Linked DNA regions of Mus musculus: all the other regions are linked to region 1. Evidence: chromatin contacts called from public promoter capture Hi-C data. All regions are on one chromosome and are shown on one strand. The core of a region is the stretch at or near the end of the contact, and the rest is flanking DNA. Distances in the headings are between cores, read along the strand shown. Region 1 holds the start of Rsbn1l (round spermatid basic protein 1-like). Region 2 overlaps Gnat3 (guanine nucleotide binding protein, alpha transducing 3). Region 3 holds the start of Gnai1 (guanine nucleotide binding protein (G protein), alpha inhibiting 1). Region 4 overlaps 5031425E22Rik (RIKEN cDNA 5031425E22 gene).

What was found. Promoter capture Hi-C pulls out the DNA fragments that hold promoters and counts their contacts.
Region 2: a promoter capture Hi-C map of liver shows a contact between it and region 1, with 2.9 times the contacts expected there. The contact joins the enhancer-like site here to the promoter of Rsbn1l in region 1. A contact is called at or near these places in 3 of 39 promoter capture datasets (the C10 cell line, liver and pre-B cells) and 2 of 115 datasets of contacts at active chromatin or transcription factors (large pre-B cells and pro-B cells).
Region 3: a contact with region 1 is called in a promoter capture Hi-C map of hippocampal neurons, with 4 times the contacts expected there. The contact joins the promoter of Gnai1 here to the promoter of Rsbn1l in region 1. A contact is called at or near these places in 2 of 39 promoter capture datasets (embryonic stem cells and hippocampal neurons) and 1 of 115 datasets of contacts at active chromatin or transcription factors (astrocytes).
Region 4: a contact with region 1 is called in a promoter capture Hi-C map of liver, with 5 times the contacts expected there. The contact joins the enhancer-like site here to the promoter of Rsbn1l in region 1. A contact is called at or near these places in 2 of 39 promoter capture datasets (liver and pre-B cells), 2 of 115 datasets of contacts at active chromatin or transcription factors (astrocytes and large pre-B cells) and 2 of 9 other capture datasets (adipose tissue and liver).

The regions. Positions count from the first base shown.
Region 1 is chr5:20,950,395-20,953,291 of GRCm38.p6, forward strand. Rsbn1l (round spermatid basic protein 1-like) reads right to left here and starts at 1,428. Exons shown (of 8, transcript NM_001080977.1): 1 at 863-1,428. The coding sequence starts at 1,391. It overlaps A630072M18Rik (RIKEN cDNA A630072M18 gene), which reads left to right and starts at 595. Exons shown (of 1, transcript NR_030699.1): 1 at 595-2,897.
Region 2 is chr5:17,999,184-18,002,080 of GRCm38.p6, forward strand. Gnat3 (guanine nucleotide binding protein, alpha transducing 3) reads left to right here. Exons shown (of 8, transcript NM_001081143.1): 4 at 471-628. Among named protein-coding and RNA genes, the nearest start is that of Gnat3, 38 kb to the left of the region's middle. Within about 2 kb of position 1,393, at least 38 of the 459 cell types and tissues checked have an H3K27ac peak or open chromatin away from gene starts, as enhancers often do. A contact at or near this core is called in liver, where this site is marked.
Region 3 is chr5:18,358,963-18,361,859 of GRCm38.p6, forward strand. It overlaps Gnai1 (guanine nucleotide binding protein (G protein), alpha inhibiting 1), which reads right to left and starts at 1,451. Exons shown (of 8, transcript NM_010305.1): 1 at 1,090-1,451. The coding sequence starts at 1,207.
Region 4 is chr5:23,417,039-23,419,935 of GRCm38.p6, forward strand. All of the region lies in intron 1 of 5031425E22Rik (RIKEN cDNA 5031425E22 gene), which reads right to left. Among named protein-coding and RNA genes, the nearest start is that of 5031425E22Rik, 15 kb to the right of the region's middle. Within about 2 kb of position 1,538, at least 443 of the 459 cell types and tissues checked have an H3K27ac peak or open chromatin away from gene starts, as enhancers often do. A contact at or near this core is called in adipose tissue, astrocytes, liver and 1 more, where this site is marked.

The DNA of each region.
Region 1 (2,897 bases), core at 178-2,677:
GTGACAATGACAACGTATATTTATATAACCTCGTGATCACCTAAAGATCTACTTTCCAACCCATATCCACTTTGTATTAGTCAGATCTCTACATATCCACAGATGACTAGAATGACCCCTCATTTTAAAGAAAATACGGAAAACTCTGCTAGCTTACATTACAAAAGAAAACTGAAAAACAGTTGGGAATTCCCCCCCCCCACCCCACCCCACCCCCGGCAGAAACACTCTGAAGCCACTTGATCTGGCCAAAAGACGTCAAAACATCCGATTTTATCATTTGCTGAACGAGAAAGAAAGAAGAAAAAAAAAAAAAAAGAATATGGCTGAAAGCTTCTGAAGGGTAGTATTTAAAACAGGACCACGCAAAACACTTTAACAATATGGAATGTGGGCACCTCAGAAACCGCACACTTGGTGCCCTGCGCACGACCTCATCTCCCTAGTAGGGATGAAACATCCTGGTCCCCGTGGTCCCTGGGAGCTTCCAGCTTCCGCCAATACACCCGACCACCCACTTTTTTTTTTTTTTTTTTTTGGACAGGATATTCTGGCGTTGGAAGCTGCGTCGCAAACATGAATTTCCTGCGATCCAGTCCGATCCCTTTCGTAATCTTTAAAAGACCTGTTCTCTTCTGCCTCCCCAGCCAAAAACACACCGGGGAGCGGGGTCCTCTAGACCCACTCCTTCACGCGCGTCCTGCTGCGCGTTAACTGGAAGGCGAAACCGACACCGAAAACCAGGAGTTTCAGCCATCCCCCCGGTCGGCGACCGAAACTCCAGGCTCCATTTACTTCTGGCCCCGCGGAAGGCTGCAGCCCCGCCGGCCGCCGGCGCTCCCCTCCCCCGCGCGGCACCCACCTCGCGGCAGCGGCTTCGCCTCGCCGTTCTCATCCCGGGCGGCGGCGCCGAGGCCGTGCTGCCTCCGCTTCTCCTTCTCGCGCTTCTCCTTGGGTCTGCGCGGCTTGGCGGCGGCCGGCGGAGCGACGGGCGGGAGCAGGACGCGGTGAGGCTGAGCGTGCAGCAGCGAGGGAGTGACCAGCAGTTTGCGCGGCAGCGGCTGAGACGAGGAAGCGGAGGCTGAGGAGACGCTCGGGCTGGCGGAGAAAGAGTAACAGCTCCGAGAGGTGGACGAGGAGGAGGCGGCGGGCCGAGCCGCGAAGCTCCACGCCGCCGGGCTGCCGAAGCTCTGGGGCTGCAGCTGCCCGCCGTTCCCGCCGCTGCCCCCCTCCCCGTTCACTCTCCGCGGCGCCTTCTTCTCCTCGGTGCGAACCTTCTTGGCAGACATAGAGCCCGGCGGCTCCCGCGAGGAAGGCTGTACTTTGCCAGATGCTTCCTTCTCAGAGAGGAGAGCCACGGCGCCGCGAGCTGGGTTCGGCGGTTCCGCCATTTTGCGCTCCTGTTGTATTTACTCTCCGCCGCTCCCCGGAGCGGGGGCGCGGGGCGGGGTGCCTAGGTCCAGGCCGAGCTCCCATTGGGCGCGCTAAACTGAGAGATCCCGGAACAAACCAATCAAAGACGCGGACAGAAGCCGTCGGGGTGGGGTCACCGAGCGGACCTTCATTTGGAGGTCAGAGGTCTTTTCGGCGCGGCTGATGGAGAGCTCGCTGAGAAGGGAGGATCTCCCGACCGTCGCTCGGGAGCCCCGAATCTGCCCGGACCGAGGTAGCGCTGCCGTTCGCTCAAAGACTTTGCCTTGTTTGTACCGCTCTCTCTTTTTACCTTGAGGTGGCTTGGGTCCCTTCTGCAGGTTCTGAAAAACGAGTTCTGGGTTGCTCGTCTCGGAGAAAATTTGTCGAGAGTCCGATCAGCAAAGGCAGAAATGGTGAAAAGTTGCCTTATTTTAACTAAGGTCGTAAAAGTTCGTACTTTAAAAGAGAGTTTTCTGCAGAGCTGGAACTTGGATCACTTCCGATCGTGAAGATAAAAATCACCCACCGTTTGGAGGCTTTAAATTGAGCTTGAGTGCTAAAGGTTTTCACTTTAATTATTCTTTAAACGACACCAGGAAAAAGCCACTAGCGGTGTTTGTAAATGTTTGAAAATGCAGTTAGAGTTCTGTATTTCAGAGTCAGCGCTATGAAACTTCGCCAAGCATGTACCTTGATTTTTATCTCAAAAGATAAGGAATTTGGGGGAATGGGTTACAACACAGTTCAAGCTTTAGACAAGAGCATGCCTTAAAGTCTTAGATCTTTTGTGAGATTAGAATGTAAAGATAACACATGATCATATTAGCTCAGCAAGAAAAAGGAGTTTTCTGATCCCCTAAGAGGGACATTAGCAGTTACTTTCCGCAGCTAACAGTTGCCTTTCAGGAAACTGCAATGGTCTGTTGTTACTCCTCTTTTACTCCAAACCCACTTCTTTAGGACTCGGTGAGGGGAACACATCAAAATCTAACGCTGTTTGTAAATACATTTTTCTTTTTTTGGTTGGTTGGTTGGTTCGTTTGTTTTTTGAGTCATAGTCTTCCAATATTGTCCTGGCTGTCCTGTAAACCAGCCTGGCCTCGAACTCAAATCTTCCTGCATTTGCCCAACTCCCTTTCCCCCAGTGCTGGAATTAAAGAAAGGTGTGTACCACTGCATCTGTCCTCATTGTTTTTAGTTTTTAGAAGTAAATTGTTAATATATAGAGTATTCCCTGAAGCTAGACCCAGAGAGACAAATTTTGCATATTTTCTCTAATGTGTGTAATCTAGTTTTAAAAACACACACACAACATAAAAATAGAAGGGAAATGGGAAAAAGAAAGGTGATGAGCATAAGAAAGAAAGTCACTTCATCTCCCTCACCTGGGAATGAGTATGTCTACATCCAGGGCAGGGGATGAGGGAGTGGTGGTGTGACTGAGCAAATAAGGGTACAACATGGAAAGTGTTGGAATGAAACTG
Region 2 (2,897 bases), core at 143-2,642, 3.0 Mb before region 1:
CACATTAATGCAAAGGCACTCAGTTCACACCATTTAACGTACAGCGTCAGTACCTCTGTGTGTCTATACGTGTGTGTAATCACTTGCCCAAGTAATTAAAAGAAATACCTCATGCCAAGTAACATTTTATTACAATCTAATTTTTCTTTCACACCAGCATTTTAAACCAGGCCATAACAGACTAGCACTGTTATTCTTTGTGACAACATATTCAGAAATCAATGAAATATACCAAAGCATTCAAATTCTTCATATAGTATTTTGCAATTTTCCAAAGGTCAGCATTTCTAGATATCAGTCAACTACTATAATGAATTTTAGTTTAATTATTCTTCATAGATTTTGAAAAACTCTTCAGTGAAATGATTGACAAAATGAAAGGAACAAAAACCTTTTAGCGTGCTCTATTTAAAACAGTGCCTGTGCCTAAATAGCATACTTTTGTTCTTCCCACCAAAATATTATTCCAGGAGGACCAAGAACAACTTCACTCAATGGCAAATACACTAGAAGATGGTGATATGACTCCACAGCTGGCTGAAATCATTAAACGACTGTGGGGGGATCCAGGAATCCAAGCCTGCTTTGAAAGGGCATCTGAATACCAGCTCAATGACTCTGCAGCTTAGTAAGTCATTTTCTTGGACAAGAATTGCAGATGACACATAGGTTGTAACTTGGCACATTGTGCATGTAAGCACAAATAATGGGAAATGGTTTAGCATTTTATTATAAAAAAAAAAACCTGAGAGCCAGCAGAAAAGACATGAAACAACATACCTGAGAAGAAATATATACTACACATATCTTCTCTTAGTTAAAAAAAAAAATTACCATGATGTTCAATGCTTACTTAGCATGAACACAGACAGATGGCATGCGTGTTGATATTTGGAACTGTATGCATCTGAATCATATATTTCAGTGTTACTGAAATAACCCCTAGAATAAGTTTACTAGTGATATATGTGATAGACCACTAGGTTATTGAGCAAGACACAAAACTCTGGAAGAAAAGTCGATTGGCTTCAGATTTTAGCATATTGTGAAATCTCGTTAGAGTCAGCATAGCAAATATTGGCAAGTAAGTATTTAATGTTAATAAGGAACTTAGGAGAGCATTGCACTGTTTACAATAGAATTGTTGCCACGACTTCAAACTTCCTTGTTTCGAGTGCTTCTTGAATTATTTTCTGTATGAATCAACAAGAACATGTGATTTTGTTTGGCTACAAAAAGTTTGTGCAATTACTCGTTTTCTATTTCTTCCCATGCCTACAAACATAGAAAACATACAACATTGTCCTTGAATGAATCCCGTGACAAACCATGCAAGCCCTGAGGTTTAATTAAACAAGCAACAAAAAGTAATGTGGCTGGGAAGCAAAGCTCTCTTTAAACAGAAAGATGGGTCATGCATGACAATGACAATGCAGATTTGTAATCACTGAGTACCTTTGACCCATAAGTCTGTTTCTTAGGAAAAAACGACAGTGATGGATGGAGAGAGTCTGGAAAAAAAAAACATAAAAAGAAGTCCATGTGTAGTGAGCACATTTCTGTGATGGTGATGAGTGTTCATTTATTGTTAATTTCCACTGGGACCATTTCCTTTAGACAAAAGTATGGATTCCACTTGATGAGAGCAGGGTGTCACTCTATGACTACATAAACTTGGGAACATTTTCTCCAAGGTTCCAGTCTCTACCTCACTGTGATTATCAAAGTGATTTCTGTGGTACTGTAAAACCTTGCTTACCTGTCTGTGCTAATCATTGAGTAAATTAGATGCAAGCTTATACATTACATACAAAATGTTGCTTAGTTACCTCTGGGAAAGGTGAACCGAAAGACAGACATGTAAGTGTGTTCCAGTCAAGATTAATAAATTTCATTTTGAATAAATATTGCCTAGATACCTTCAATTACATTGTTAGTATGCTTGCCTCCTTGTTTGTCCTTTATATTTATAGTAAAAAATTTAACTAATTATAACTCAGATAACTAACCTGAGGCAATAAAATGACACTGTATTTCATATTTTAGATGATTTATTTGTTTAAATGCTTAGAATTTTTGACTAATAGTTTGAGTTGAGAATATTACCATACTGTTAAATATATCAAACATCTATTTCCATTGATTTTCTGAGTTCTGCCCATACTGTAAATAGTTTTTGAACACTCAGTTGATTTGCACAGCAGTATAATTTTATGAAAATTTATTTTCTCTCTATGTACTAGAAATATTTTCTACATAAACTGAATACTTGAGATATTAACTTTGGCAGCTTCAAAGTGTTACTATAGGCATATTAAATAAAAGCCTGCTAAAATGTTGCTAAATTTACATTATTTTCTTCCAAACGTTAAGAACATATTATTTTTTCAATTTTTGAATTAAATTACATACTTCAATTTCCATATCAGAGTGATCCTGCACTGCCTATTTATTTTGTTTATACTATATAAAACATTTTTTTCCAACTTTTTAGTGAAAGGAAGATTTTTTTTTTTTTTTTTTGCACATCTAGACATTCTGCAGATGGACGCTGCCAGAAGAGTAGAGCAGAATTCCCAGTTCCCGGGTTTGGCTGAAGATGCCACAAGCTCTAGGAAAAGCTCGGAGGAAAGGCCTCAGCTACCTAAGTTTCATGGTTTACTAATTAGGGCCACCTAGTGTGCTGTTTAAATTCCACAAGCATTAAGAGCAAATGTGGTTTACAAGGGACAGCACTATCTTTACAGGATTAGAAGTAAATAATCAACGCATTGTATGTGACTTGAGTCATAACAGCTAAAGGTTTAGAAACTACAGGCTTGGGCATCCAAATACCAAATTTACTTATTAAAATCAGCACTTTTGATGAAAATCTGCCAATTTGCTAAAGTCTCTTC
Region 3 (2,897 bases), core at 201-2,700, 2.6 Mb before region 1:
TTTGCTTGCAAAATGACTCAGATCATTATTACTTTTAGTCATGCCAAGTTTGCTTCTTCTAAGCCTACTAGTAATGGAGAAAGAAGGAAATAACCACCATCTTTCTGCAGTCGTTAAACCAATGAAACGGGAGCTTACTAAAAAGCAGATCTGTGCAGCGATGTTTCTCTTTTATCACAACTGTGAGAAGAACACAAGCAAATCGCTGGAAGTGCAAACGAAGATTCTAAGAAATCTATCATCTGCCTAAATACCTACAGTGTGGGAGAAAAACAAACAAAAGGAAAAACCCTGACTCACAGATCTAAAAAAACCATAACCTGTGAATATTTTCCTTATATCGCTCAATCAAAATCCGGATCTACTCTTTTTTTTTTTTCCTCCGTTCAAAAAAACTGGAAGAAAGACCTTCACGTCGCCTATTAGCAAAACAGTGTTAAGAATGAAGAAAGAAAGCATGGTGTGCAGCTGTCAAACCTCACTGGAGCGAACACCGCAGTGGAGGAACGACCCTGTGGTCGAGGAGCCTTTCGCACCTGTCAGGGCTGTTTTCACCCGCGAAGCCTCTTTCCCTTCCTACTATGAGAGCAAACGTAAGCCAACTTTGGTGGTTTCCATCCCCCACCCAGGCAAAATCCAGCTTCCAGAGCAGCTCAAGTCCTTACGCAGGGAAAATCTCAGCGCTCTTTTCCACTCACTGAGTCGCCATATGAAGTTGACAGGAAGATCACTGAGACCCCGCAGAGGAAGAGGACCCACAAAGAGAGCCCCGAGGCCACCCAACGTGGCACTTTCCAGGCGTGGGCAAAGCGCAACGCGGCACGACACCTCTCACCACCGGGTTTCCGTGGAGAGGGGGTGCTTGGCTTTGTGGTCCCGAATTGTCCCTCATCTAGGGAGGGCAAAGCTCAACTTCAAAGATCGGATTCCCACGCGTCCCGCCGCCCCGCCACACTCTGGGCTGCCAGTGAGGTCGCGCGACAGTCACCGCCGCGGCCAAGAAGCCGCCTGCGCTGTTGAGGGACTGGGATGCCGCGCTCGCTCACCGCTGTCCCCCGGCCCGGGCCCCGTCCCCACGGCCGCGCTCACCCAGCAGCAGCAGCTTGACCTCCCGCGCCGCCTTCTCGCCGTCCTCCCGGAGGTTGCGGTCGATCATCTTGCTGCGCTCCACGGCCGCCTTGTCCTCAGCGCTCAATGTGCAGCCCATGGTGGCCGAGCGTCGCCGCGCCCTCGGCGCCGGGGCCGGCTGGCAGAGCGAGGAGAGGCTGGCCCGGAGGCGGCCCCGCTACGTCCTCAGCTCCCGCAAGCTGGAGGCGAGGTCTGCTAGTCCGCACGCTGCCGCCTCGGGCGGCCGTCCCTGCCGGCGACACTCCGCGATCCGCGCCCGCGAATCCCTGCGACCGCTAGGCTCTGCCGCCGCCGCCGCCGCCGCCGCCACCGCAGCTGCCCGTGGCCGAGCCGCAGCCGCGCACAGCCCGAGCGAGCTCGGCGTCCGCGCGCCGCCGCGGCCCCGCCCCTGCCCGCCCCGCGACCACTCCCAGCGCGCGCTCACGCCCGCCCGCGCACGTGCCGTCGGACAGCGCCCCCTCCGACCGCCGCGCGCCCGCGTGATCGCCGAGCCCAGCTTTTCCTGCAGGTCCCCCCACGAGGTGCCCCGTGCGGCCGCTGACTTCTCCAGCTCCGCCTGGGAGCTCACTAACCCCCTCCCACGCTTTGGAGACCACTGCGGGGGATCCGTGGGTACCTGCCCCTTAAGAGCGCGAGTGGGACGCTTGCCAAAGTTGCGAGCAAGGGGTGAGGAAAGGCAGTCCAGGGCATTTGAGCATGCCCGGAGCCTGCAGCCACCCAAGGGTTTACAAAATGTGTAGGCTTAGGTAAAGAACCGTGGGAAATAGAGCGAAATGAGCGAGAAATGGAGCCCTGCGAAACCCGAAGTGGGGAGCAACCAAGCGGGAATTGGGGTCTTGGGGTTGCCAATGCTCACTTCCTCCCTTGCCTTTTCTCTTTTCCTCTGGCTCTCCCTTTGATCTATGCTCACCTCCCTTTTCATAAGGGAACACATTTCTAAGGAATTTCTTCCTAATCCGACAGAAACGTTTGACAAAGAATCAAAGAATTGTTTTAAAATGGCGTGAGCAGTAAAACACACAAACAAGTCTGCGGCCTCTGTGGTAATGGATCGCCTTTAGGGCACTTGTAAGTGTCTTGCCAAGCTGCCTACCCATGGTTTATGGCTCTGTTGTAACTCCTGTGCCAGTAGGCATGGCATTTCTTTTTGTAGGCCTTAGCTTCCTTGCTTTTAAATGAGCTGTTGATCTACACTACAGTCCATCTTTCCAGGGGCAGGCCAAGGACTAGATGGCTTTTCATCCAGCGTGAGGGGAGGAGCATAGGTGGAAGGTTGGACTCTCCTGTCAGTTGCACTGCTGATTATAGGAGAAATGTTGATGAATTAGATGATGAAGCCACTAGCAAAGAAAATACATTCCTCGACGAGATAAAAATTAGGCAATTAGTCTCTGGCTCCCATTTGAATATTTAGCTTCAGGTTGGGTCCCTCAGAGCAAGCAGAGCTTATAGGTTTCCGTTTTGTTAGAGTCACACCTGCGGGGCACAAGATAAGCAATCTTAAGAACTCCCTCCGCTTTTTGTTGGATTCTTTCAAAATAGAACAAAACCCGCACACTTTTAGGGTACTCGGTCACCTTCTACCTCCTTTGTGTTTCCTGACACTCCAAAAGTTCATCAAGAATTCCAGAATTAATGAAATCTAATGTGACTGGGCCATTTGCAGCCATCAGTTGACTGTCCTTCCTCCACGGTTCAGGCCAGATAAGTGTGGGGCCAGCCAAAAGGGAAACAGGACTGAGGCATGGTGAAGCTGCACACCTTGTATA
Region 4 (2,897 bases), core at 288-2,787, 2.5 Mb after region 1:
TGTATTTTTACTGTTAACATAGCTTACATAAATAGTACATCTTAAGTCTGTACTAGATTGACCTTTCTATTATTTGCAAGTATACTCTACTGTGTGGCTTCCTCCCCATCAACAAGGCTTTAAACAAGAGGGCTCTTCTAATCCCAATCAGACTGTATTTACACTTTACAGTTCATATGCAGTTTCCCATTAAATGTTCTAATGTACAAAGAACTTCTGGTTCAACTGGTGTGGGGATCTGACATTTTTACCTCTCTGTGTGAATTGTGGATGCTGGCTGTGTCATTCAGTCGTGGGTTTGGTGTCCTGCAGAGATTTGTAGACAGCAAGTGTAAAGAAATCAAACCCCCAGCCTGAAACAGGGATGGTCCAACTGTTCCCTGTATATTCCAACCTGGTGGGTCCGCGGTAAAGCACAAGTTTGGGGTTATTTTTTGTGTAATAATCTTTTACTGTTTAAATCTTCATCGCTGCCTCCTAAGTTATCCCAAACACATTATTACATCGTTAGTGCACCTAAAACAGCAAAACAACAACAAACCCCAAGCGACTTCACTCCTGCTTTTGTCCCCTAATCTATACCCAGTTCTAAACCACCTAGCCAAACAGTGAAGCCGCGCCCTAAAAATAAACGGGCACATGTGTGAAAACTTCTAACACCTAGAAACCTACAATGTACTTAAACTCAGCCTGATTTTTCCCTGTAAACTAAAATCATGGTAGGACTACCCAACTTGGCCTTGTCCATCACCCTACAGCATATTTATTCAGTATGGACCTGCAAAAAAGGAAGCCACACAAAAAAGAAGCATCCCTTAGAAACCAGAAGCCAGTAAAGTCTGCTTTGGAGGGATCAGTTATACTGAAGAGCTGTCAAAATACACACTCATGTGCTACAGCATGCTTCTCCATACCTTCATGTTTTAGGTGGTGATACCCAGCAAAGTTAATCATCCCCCCGCCCCCGCAACTCCCCCACCCACCATTCCCTTCTTTCTCTGTTAGTTACTACTGCATATCTGGTATACATTATCTCATTTAATCCATCAATCTAATTTAAGTGAGAAAAGGCTGGACTAAAGAGATTATATTTCAACAAGGACACTGCTCTACTTCCCCAAACTGAGCATCATGAAACTAACCAGGCATGATGTAATTCTGTAACCCAAGTCCTCAAAAAGATCGGGCCAAATGCAAGACCGCTTCAAAAACAAAAGCAAAAAAATTGTTATTTCCACTGGGCGCAGACTAACCACCATCAGCATTTCCGGAAGATGGCGGCTGCACTGGGCTCAAAATGTGAGCTGGAAGCTCAGACGACCGAGTTAAGCAGGAAGCTGCACTACGGTGCTTTACAGCGAGGATTAAAGAAGGGATAAGCTCGGCCGCTGTATGTAGCCTCGTCGCTCTGCTCCGTGAAGGTCCCAGGAAAACGCCGCCCGGCTCGAGCGCCGCGCACCCGGCCAGCCTGCAGGCGCAGCTCCCGCAGCTGCTCTCCCGAGCGGAAGGGCAGCCGCCGTGACGCAGACAGCGCCGGGGAAACGCCCTGCTCTGTGGTACAAGCACTCGCTCTGTCACTGTGGGACTCAAGGCTTGAGGTCTAGAGCACAAGCCCACGCTATGCTTCGCCAAGAGGTGTTTTTCCTCTGGTGTAAAATTTGGCAGCCACAACGGGGTAGCTTGGTTTTATCCATGGTTAGGACACGCCGGCTATAGGTATTATACGGTAAAAGCCCGATTACTACAAAAGGTCAAAACTAAGCTACTGAACCACTCGTCAATCAAACCGGGCTTAAGAGAATGGATCCTCAGTACTTCTCACTAAAGAAAAATCCTTTCCTACAGCTTTTCACTCAGGCCACTTTTACTGGACTAATTTCTAATGTCAGTTAGGGAAAGGATCACTCCAGTTGAAAGCTACAAGAACATTAAACGCTAGAATAGCTAGCTGCGCGTTACAGGCATGGTGATGTATGCCTGTAACCTGAGCTAGAAACAGGAAAAAAAAAAAGGCGTTGATCTTTTGACTACCAAGTGATTTCGAGGCCAGCCTGAATTACACGAACCACGCCTCGCCTTTAAAAAATAAAATTATTTAGTCCCATTAGGGCACCATTATGTCTAAGCTTCATTATTTGTCAGCCTTCTCTTAGAATCTGAACACCTTGCACAGGATTTCTAAGCAGGAGTGTCCATGGAGAATTTAACAGGATCTGTGCACTATGCTACTCTACGCACATTAACAGCATTCCGAGAAGGGATCCGCCTTTCAGAAGCATTAATTAGGATGGATTTCTGGTTCCGAATTCCTGCAGTGTATTGTGCCAAGCCTGTAACTCTAGAGGCAGTGTTGAGTTGGTGGTCAGTCAGTCTGAGTCACCTGAGACCTCGTTTAAACTCTTGCCCACCCTCGTCCTCGAAAAGCAACCCACATTAAGGTCATGTGGACCATGGAGTCAATCTTATAAAAAACCTTCTCAACCTATGTAAAAGCTAAGTCTCCAACTCCTCATACTTCCTGAGAGCCGGGGCTGCAGTGATTTCCCACTATGCCTAGATTTTCTATTAGGACTATTTTTCAATTGTGGCTGGGTTCACAGACTTCTACCCTAACTTTTGCTGGGGATTGAGCCCAGTGCTTTCCCAGAGCTACGCCTCACTCAGCCCCTAACCCCTCCCCTTCCCTCAGTACTAAGAATCAAACGTGCTGGAACTGACGAAGACTACATTTCAACTCAAGGCAGGTGATCTCCTATGTTTGAGGCCAGTCTAGTCTATAAAGCAAGTTCCAGGCCAGCCACTGAGAACTTGTCCTCTAAACAAGACAAACCCATGACCTGAAGCATACTAAACAAGTGCTCTACCATCAAGCTATGACCAAAGCCCTATATAATCTA